Regions from separate parts of the Sus scrofa genome. Here region 2 is linked to region 1. A link is a contact called in public Hi-C data. All regions are on one chromosome and are shown on one strand. Each heading gives the region's core, a stretch centred on a gene start, on an enhancer-like site or on the middle of the called end of the contact. The rest is flanking DNA. Distances are from core to core; before and after follow the strand shown.

The links. A called contact is a pair of places that touch in the nucleus more often than the background predicts.
Region 2: a Hi-C map of liver shows a contact between it and region 1, with 2.2 times the contacts expected there. The contact joins two enhancer-like sites. A contact is called at or near these places in 1 of 47 Hi-C or Micro-C datasets (liver) and 1 of 2 datasets of contacts at active chromatin or transcription factors (alveolar macrophages).

What each region holds. Positions count from the first base shown.
Region 1 is chr9:28,127,102-28,130,933 of Sscrofa11.1, reverse strand. The region is part of intron 1 of MAML2 (mastermind-like protein 2); the gene reads left to right. Among named protein-coding and RNA genes, the nearest start is that of MTMR2, 150 kb to the right of the region's middle. Within about 2 kb of position 2,328, at least 30 of the 83 cell types and tissues checked have an H3K27ac peak or open chromatin away from gene starts, as enhancers often do. A contact at or near this core is called in alveolar macrophages and liver, where this site is marked.
Region 2 is chr9:28,332,861-28,336,323 of Sscrofa11.1, reverse strand. All of the region lies in intron 1 of MAML2 (mastermind-like protein 2), which reads left to right. Among named protein-coding and RNA genes, the nearest start is that of MAML2, 38 kb to the left of the region's middle. Within about 2 kb of position 1,408, at least 72 of the 83 cell types and tissues checked have an H3K27ac peak or open chromatin away from gene starts, as enhancers often do. A contact at or near this core is called in alveolar macrophages and liver, where this site is marked.

The DNA.
Region 1 (3,832 bases), core at 1,079-3,578:
AGAAAACAAACTTGTGGTTACCAGAAGAGAAAGGAGGGAGGGATAAATTAGGAGTTTGGGACCAGCAGATACACACTACTATACATAAAACAGATCAACAACAAGGACCTACTTATAGCACAGGGAACTCTACTCAATATCTTGTAATAACCCTTAATGGAAAAGAATCCAGAGAATAGTGTGTGTGTGTGTGTGTGCGCGCGCGCGCGCATGTGTGTATAACTGAGTCACTTTGCTGTACACCTGAAACTAACACAACATTGTAAACCAACTACACTTCAATTAAAATAAAACATGACAGAGTTCCCCTTATGGTTCAGTGGAAACGAACTCGACTAGTATCCATAAGGATGCAGGTTTGATTGCTGGCCTCGCTCAGTGGATTAGCGAGGATTACCAATCCCGTATTGCCATGAGCTGTGGTGTAGGTTTGCAAAAGAGGCGTTGCTGTGGCTGTGGTGTAGACTGGCAGCTATCAGCTCCCGATTCAGCCCCTAGCCTGGGAACTTCCATATGCTGCACCTGCAGCCCTAAAAAGCAAAATAAATAAAATAAAATAAATAAATAAATAAATAAAACATGGCGACTACCTCTTAGAGGTTGTGGCTCGGGTTCTCGTCCCTTTTCCCTCACTGAATGTTTTGCTAGTTGATGATAAACTCAGAAGGTTCTTCAACAGGAAGGAGTAGATATGTGTAAACTGAGAAAAGGCTGCCATGAAATGCCCTCCCTCAGGCCTGTAATGAGGAGTGTGTTTCCAAGGCAAAGTCCAGCTCATCCAGTTCCTCTTCCACAGGCAGCCGTGACAGCAAGCAGGGGGCAGGGAAGCATTCAAGAAGTTTTGAATGTGAGACCTTTTGGCATTTAATGTCTTTAGGAGGACAGTGTGTTGCCTTTGTTTTCTTTACAAAGATCCTGAATTTGTGGTGATCTTGCTTCTATCTAAAACTTCATCTTTGGTTTCATTAAAAAAAAAAAAAAACTTTTTTGTGGTCCTAAATCGTCACATTTCTCAGAGTCCAGACATTATGGAACAAAATTATGGAAGAACTTTTCCAGATAGATCTAATAAGCCTTCCCTGACACCTTCTCTCTCTCTCTCTCTCTCTCTCTCTCTCACACACACACACACACACACACACACAGTACATTATTCTGAAGGAGTAAACGTGGAAGTTTCTGAGAAATCCTATAGGAAGTATACCCAACTTCCTCACAGCTGCAGTGGCTTCATTCACCTAGGGCATGGAGTCAGGAGGGGCTTAGTATCGCATCCTGGCTTTGGCAGCCCTTCAGGAGGCTCAGCACCACCTGGAGTCCATCACAGAGCTTGGCATACGCCTTCACACTTGGTTTATGAGGATGGCAACGTGGTTCCGGTTTGCAGGGCTTCTCGTTCCTTGGCTTCAGGGGTCAGAAGAAAGTGATCACTCTAGTGGAACCATTAAATTACTTGTGAATTGGATATGAAAATATTTGCCACAGCCTTCTCCTGACCATTGTTTTTCTGCTCAGTAGTTAGAAGGGTCCAGCTTCCCAAGGACTGAGATCATCTAGCCAGCTACTATTTGAACATCTAGAATACGCCCAGCATTGTGGCAAGTACTGAAAGGAACTAGTCAAGTATAAGATGCAGAGCCCATGTTCAAAGGGCTTAAAAATCTAGTTGGGCAAATCTAATTGCTATATGGACAGAAAACAACAATACTTTGCAATACAGGGAAGCAATACAGAGAAGCTCAGAACTCTGCAAAGGCCAAATACGAAGTAGGAGCTTTTTGATATCTTCAGTGAAAGCCATAAAACCCCACCTCATTTGTTTGGGGGCAGGAGAGCCGGGAAAGGATTATTCTTACCTTCAAGTACTGTGATGAACCTGGATTTACTGTTTCAGGATCTCAGACATTTCACTTCAAGAATCAAATCAAGAGTCATAAATGATTGGGGGGGTGTTGATCTTTTTCTCATTTTATCTATCCTCAACCGTTTCTCTAATCATCCATGAGTAAAGTGGCCTGCGGAAAGTTTATAGATGATCTTTTGAGCATCTAAGCAGTGGTAAATTTGGTTCCCATGTTTATGTCTTATTGAGAAAGACAGAAATCTTGAGGGAGAAAAAATGTGACCTATGGAGTGAATTGTTACCTTTGTGTGGCATATTCCCTGTTTCTAGGGCAGCACTGGAGACAAAGAATGCATTTATTTTGTGCAAAGGGTTGGGGGCAGGGAAAGAAACAGAAAGCAGTGGATTGTGCAATAATGGTGTTCTCAGATCCCTCCAGGAAGTTTATGTTTCGAGTCCTTTGGAAGAGGACAGCACAGCTGTTTAAAAAGGAGAGTTTACCAGGGGACTCCAGCCCCGATGCCACTGTGTGTCAGCTTTTCCTTGTCCATAGGTTTCTTGGCACCTCCATCCGTGGCCCTTGGGGCGGGCAGGCCACTGTGTCTGGGTCCTGCTCAGGCCTACGCCTTCCCCCAGTGGAGACTGCAGGCCTCGCTCGCATAGAGTCGAGGTGTTCAAATAGCAGAGTCAGAACAAGGCCGAGAGGGAAAAGAAGCAGTCTGCTGGATCTCAGCGAAGGAAAGTATAGCGATTCCTGTGTCATTTGCAAACCAGGCTAGACTTGCTGTGCTGAAATCTTTCCCCAAAGAAGTCTTTTCCTTGGACGGCTAGAGAAGGGGATGTTAGATGCATAATCTCACAGATTAAATGTGATAATTGGGGGTGCAGGTTTGTTGAACAAAACAAAAAGTGCTTCTCAGTCCAGCCAGGTGATGGGAAAAGTGTAACTATTGAGAAGTAGCACTCATTTGAAGCCCTTATGTTTTCCCACTGGCTTAGCTGTTTCCATATTTTCTCTCCTGCCAGGGATCTTTGGATAAGGTATAGTTCAGAATCCTCTCTGCATACTCAGTGAATCTTTTTTTTTTCCTCATTTTTTTAGGGCCATACCTGCAGCATATGGAGGTTCCCAGGCCAGGGGTCGAATCGGAGCTGCAGCTGCCAGCCTATGCCACAGCCACAGCAACACGAGATCTGAACCATGTCTGCAACCAACACCGCAGCTCACAGGAACACCGGATCCTTAAACCACTGAGCAAGGTCCCGGTCGAACCTAGTCCTCTTGGATACTAGTTGGGTTTGTTACTGCTGAGCCCCAACCGGAATCCCTCTGTGAATCTTTTTGACTGACCAAGTGACCCTTTGTCCCCTCCCTTTCTTTTTTTTTTTTAAATCTTATTTTGTTTTTGGCCACCCCCAAGGCACACAGAAATTCCCAGACCAGGGATTGAATCCATACCACAGCAGTAACCAGAGCCACAGCAGTGACAACATTGGATCCTTAACCTGCTGAGCCACCGGGGAACTCTTCTTTCCTTTCTTATACTGGAGCTTCGAGGGTGATGCCCTGAGCTTTCACCGTCAACTTCCAACCAATGACATCATCACTGTCTCCACACCATCCATCCCTATGAGACCCGAATGCTGTTAACCTCGCCCTGTGCCTGCCGTACATCCTCATTCTGCTCTGCTTTTGTCTTGGCTCTCCGTGTCCACTGTGTCAAGGACAGTGTAGGCATGTGGCAAATTGAAAGCAAGCAGTGTGGTTAGTGATTAAGAGGACTTTGGAACCAGACAGACCAGGGTTGGCAGCCTGCCTCTGTATCCTTCACTATGTAATCTGAATGTTAGGAGCTGCTGTTTCTTCCCTTAGAAAATGAGGATCAGAATACATGTTCAGAGAGTTGTGACAAGATTAAGTGGGACTGTACACAACTATTGTTTTAAGAGCACTTGTCTTAAAATAAGCATTCAAGGAGTTCCCCCTGT
Region 2 (3,463 bases), core at 159-2,658, 210 kb before region 1:
ATCAAGTATATAGTAAGTGAAAAGTTGAGGCCAGAATTTAATGTAACACCATAATTATTTAAATTGTCCATAGTGTAGATATGGGGGTATTTAAATGTCTTGAATGATACAGCAGTCACCCATATGTATGTTCAAAAGGCTTCAGTTACATTTTAGAATCCTGCTATTGTTTAGCGACTCGCTGGATTTTTTTTTTTTTTTTTTTTTGTCCCGTTCTTGGTTTAGGATATCATTGAAATATCTTGGTATAATTACTTCCATACCTTGTCATTAGTGTTTTATATTCTTTATTACATGGACGAACCCCTCCCCCCAAATTGTAGCTGTGCTGAAACAGAACCTCCTCTGAAATTTTTATTCTAATTCTGAGGTTGGGGGATCCCAAATGTAGTCTGTGGCCCTGGCTAAGATTTGTGTCTAGAATTATAAAATCCTCCACAAGCACATGCAGGGCTTCACTATGGATCAGAGTGGAACAAGCAGAGTGCAAAACCACATGAAGCCAGGACTCTTCCTTGCCTTCCCCACCCCCTAGCACAGTGATAGCCACCCATGAGTCCCAGACTATTTATTCTCTTGGGGTTTGGTATTAGTTCTGCTCCTGAACTGTCAGGAGCCATCCAAGGACCTAAAATCAAATTAATACACAAAGAGATTACTCTTGTAGGAGATTTGTGGGAGCCCAGACGGTTTTTTGTGAGAAGAGATGGTCACCCCCAAGGATGTTATTTGAATCTGAAAAGAGGCGGTCATAAAGGAAGTGGCGCTGCTTTAATCTGCAATAGGGAGCTGCCACCCAGCTCTGGAACTCAGCGGCCTTCCCATCTGAGCAGAATGAGCATTCCGCTGGAGAAAGCAGCTGAGGTTTGAAAACACTTCCAGTTTTGCAGTTTCAGGAATGTGGTCGAGCTGCAGCTTTAAGATGGCATTTCCCCCCTACCCCACCCCCCTCTGCTGTCGAGAAAGAGAGAGAGAGAGAAAGACAGAGAGAAAACGACTGGGCTAAAGTGAATGGGAGTTTTGTATGAAGGTTGCTGGCCAGCCAGAGCCACTTGGTAATCAGGGCAGCAAGGCACATTAATCCTTAAGGAATATACTTTACATAAAGCTTCTGTCTTTTCTTTGAAAGCGAAAGTATAAGTTGAACTTCCGTATGCTCCTGTAGTTACCCTGCCTTTGATCTCATTTTAAGTTCGGCGCTGAAGGCAACTTGATCTCTGTCGCTATCTCCTTTCATAGATGATAATTAGCACGGTTCTAGGAGACTGGCTGCAATGATATCCTTTGCTCTTAGAAAAAGGGAGCGGGAGTAGGGATTGGAGCGATTGTTTGCTGTGTTGGTGACTGTGATGTTGCCATGGGAAAGCTCAAGACTTCAGGAGTTTGTGTTTTGTTGGGCGAGGTGCCAAGCTGTTGTGACTTATTACAGCCCTGTGAGTGAGCCCCACAGAACAGTATCCTGTGTAGCAATTCAAAGGGCAGGATCGCTTTAATCAGGGAAAGATAGAGCTCTGAGTAGTCACATTTTGCTTTCTTTCAACTTGGAAATGACAAACAATTCCAACATTTTGGTTGTCTTGGGGTTTGGTCCTTTAACTTTGGAGGAGAAACAAGTCAATTCTTTGTGCTTCACCCCAACTCAAAGGCAAAACAAAAATGCTTCTGCTTTACATCTAAAGACCCCTTGTATAGAATGGTGGGCTCTCAAATAACTGCTCCACCTGCAAAGGCTGGTTCATCCTGACTCAGCCTCAAGAAAAGTAAACCTTCACAGGCAGAGTTGATTTGGTGTGAAAAAAAAAAAAAAGATCCGGAAAGTGACTTCTAAATTCAGTCTCCAGACAAGGCTTTGCCTCACTCATCTGGGAGATTTGGCCATTTGCACCCCAGAGGACCTGGCCCAACCTAGATGTTTAGTCATGGTCTAGCCACACTAAAGGCAAGGAGTTTTTGTTGGGGTTGTATGAAAAGTTAATATTATAGATCCCCAGAAAGGCAAAATCTGGAGCTTTGTGAATTACATTGGCCTCTCTGGTCACAAAGGGCCAGTTAAGGCCCCCTTTTTGCAGTGGTCAACACAGCCCTAATTCTTTAGGAAGGTGCCAAGTCTCCATTTCATTTTGTGCTGTGTAGATGTTGCCTAGAATTTCCCTTGGTGCCAAGTCTTTTGAAGCCTTTTGATCCATTCCAGGGAACTCTTGGAAGAGGAAAGAACTTCACAATTTCCATTTTTAGCCTAAAACAGATGTCAACACGTTAGCTCTTCTTCATTTGGTATGGTGGGCCTAGGCCTATACAGTGATCACAGAGATGCAACTGAAGTGCTCCATATTTTCTGTGTGTGTTCATCCAGAGACTTGTAAGAAACATATATGTTGCAGATAAATGAAGCAGCTGCTTTGAAACCTAACAGAAAGGAAGGTGCTTTTTCATGTATTAAAATACTAGAGTATAAATTTCACATGAAACCTTTTAAATGTTCATTTTATTATTATTATTTTTTTAAGATCTGAAAGGCTTTAATCAGTGGATGAATAAAGAATGTGATTTTTAGCACAAGATAATTTCCTTTTCAAGCTCTCTTTTTTTCTTTTTTTCAATGTCTGTTTTCTAGGAGTAGTTCACTTTATCTTTTAGAAACACTTTTCAGAGTGTTTATACTGTGTTTGTTGCTTTGTAGTTTTATTTGGTTGCCAGATTGGCTATTTATTTTCACCCAGTTTGACCTTAGAGGGACATGTGTTACATAGAGACAGATGTTTTCATCTGCCTTAATTTTTGATTACTGTATTTCCAGTTAACTATTAAAATAGTTAATCATACACGTTGGGAAAGTTTTTTTGAATATAGAAAAAAATTCCCTTTGTGTACTAGATGACTCAAATAGTAAATTACAGATACCTAGGTTGGGGAATGAGGAAATTGATGCGATTCCCCCCGCCCCGAGGGTTTTCTGTATAGAACAGTTTCACATGGGTTTTGTTATAGGACATACTCAGTCTCCTTATCATCATCATTATCATCATCATCTCATAATTGTCTTTTAAATAGACCTTATTTTAAGAAAAGTTTTAGGTTCACGTGTGAGATCTAAAACTGAGGGGAAGGTACAAAGATTTCCCATTTACATACTTTCTGCCCCCACATGTGAATAGACTGCCCCAGGATCAACATCCCCCACCAGGTGGTATATATGTTACAGTTGATGACCTTACATTGACATGTCATTATCACCCAAGGTCCATAGTTTACATTAGGGTTCACTCCTGGTGTTGTACATTTTGTGGGATTTGACAAATGTAGAGTGACACATGCCCTCCTTTTTGGTATCGTACAGATGTTTCACTGCCCAAAAAATCTGTACTCCACCTGTTCATCCCTTCCTCCTCACCAACCCCTGGCAACCATTGATCTTTTGACTGTCTTCATGGTTTTGCCATTCCCTTACTGTTTTTTTTTTTTT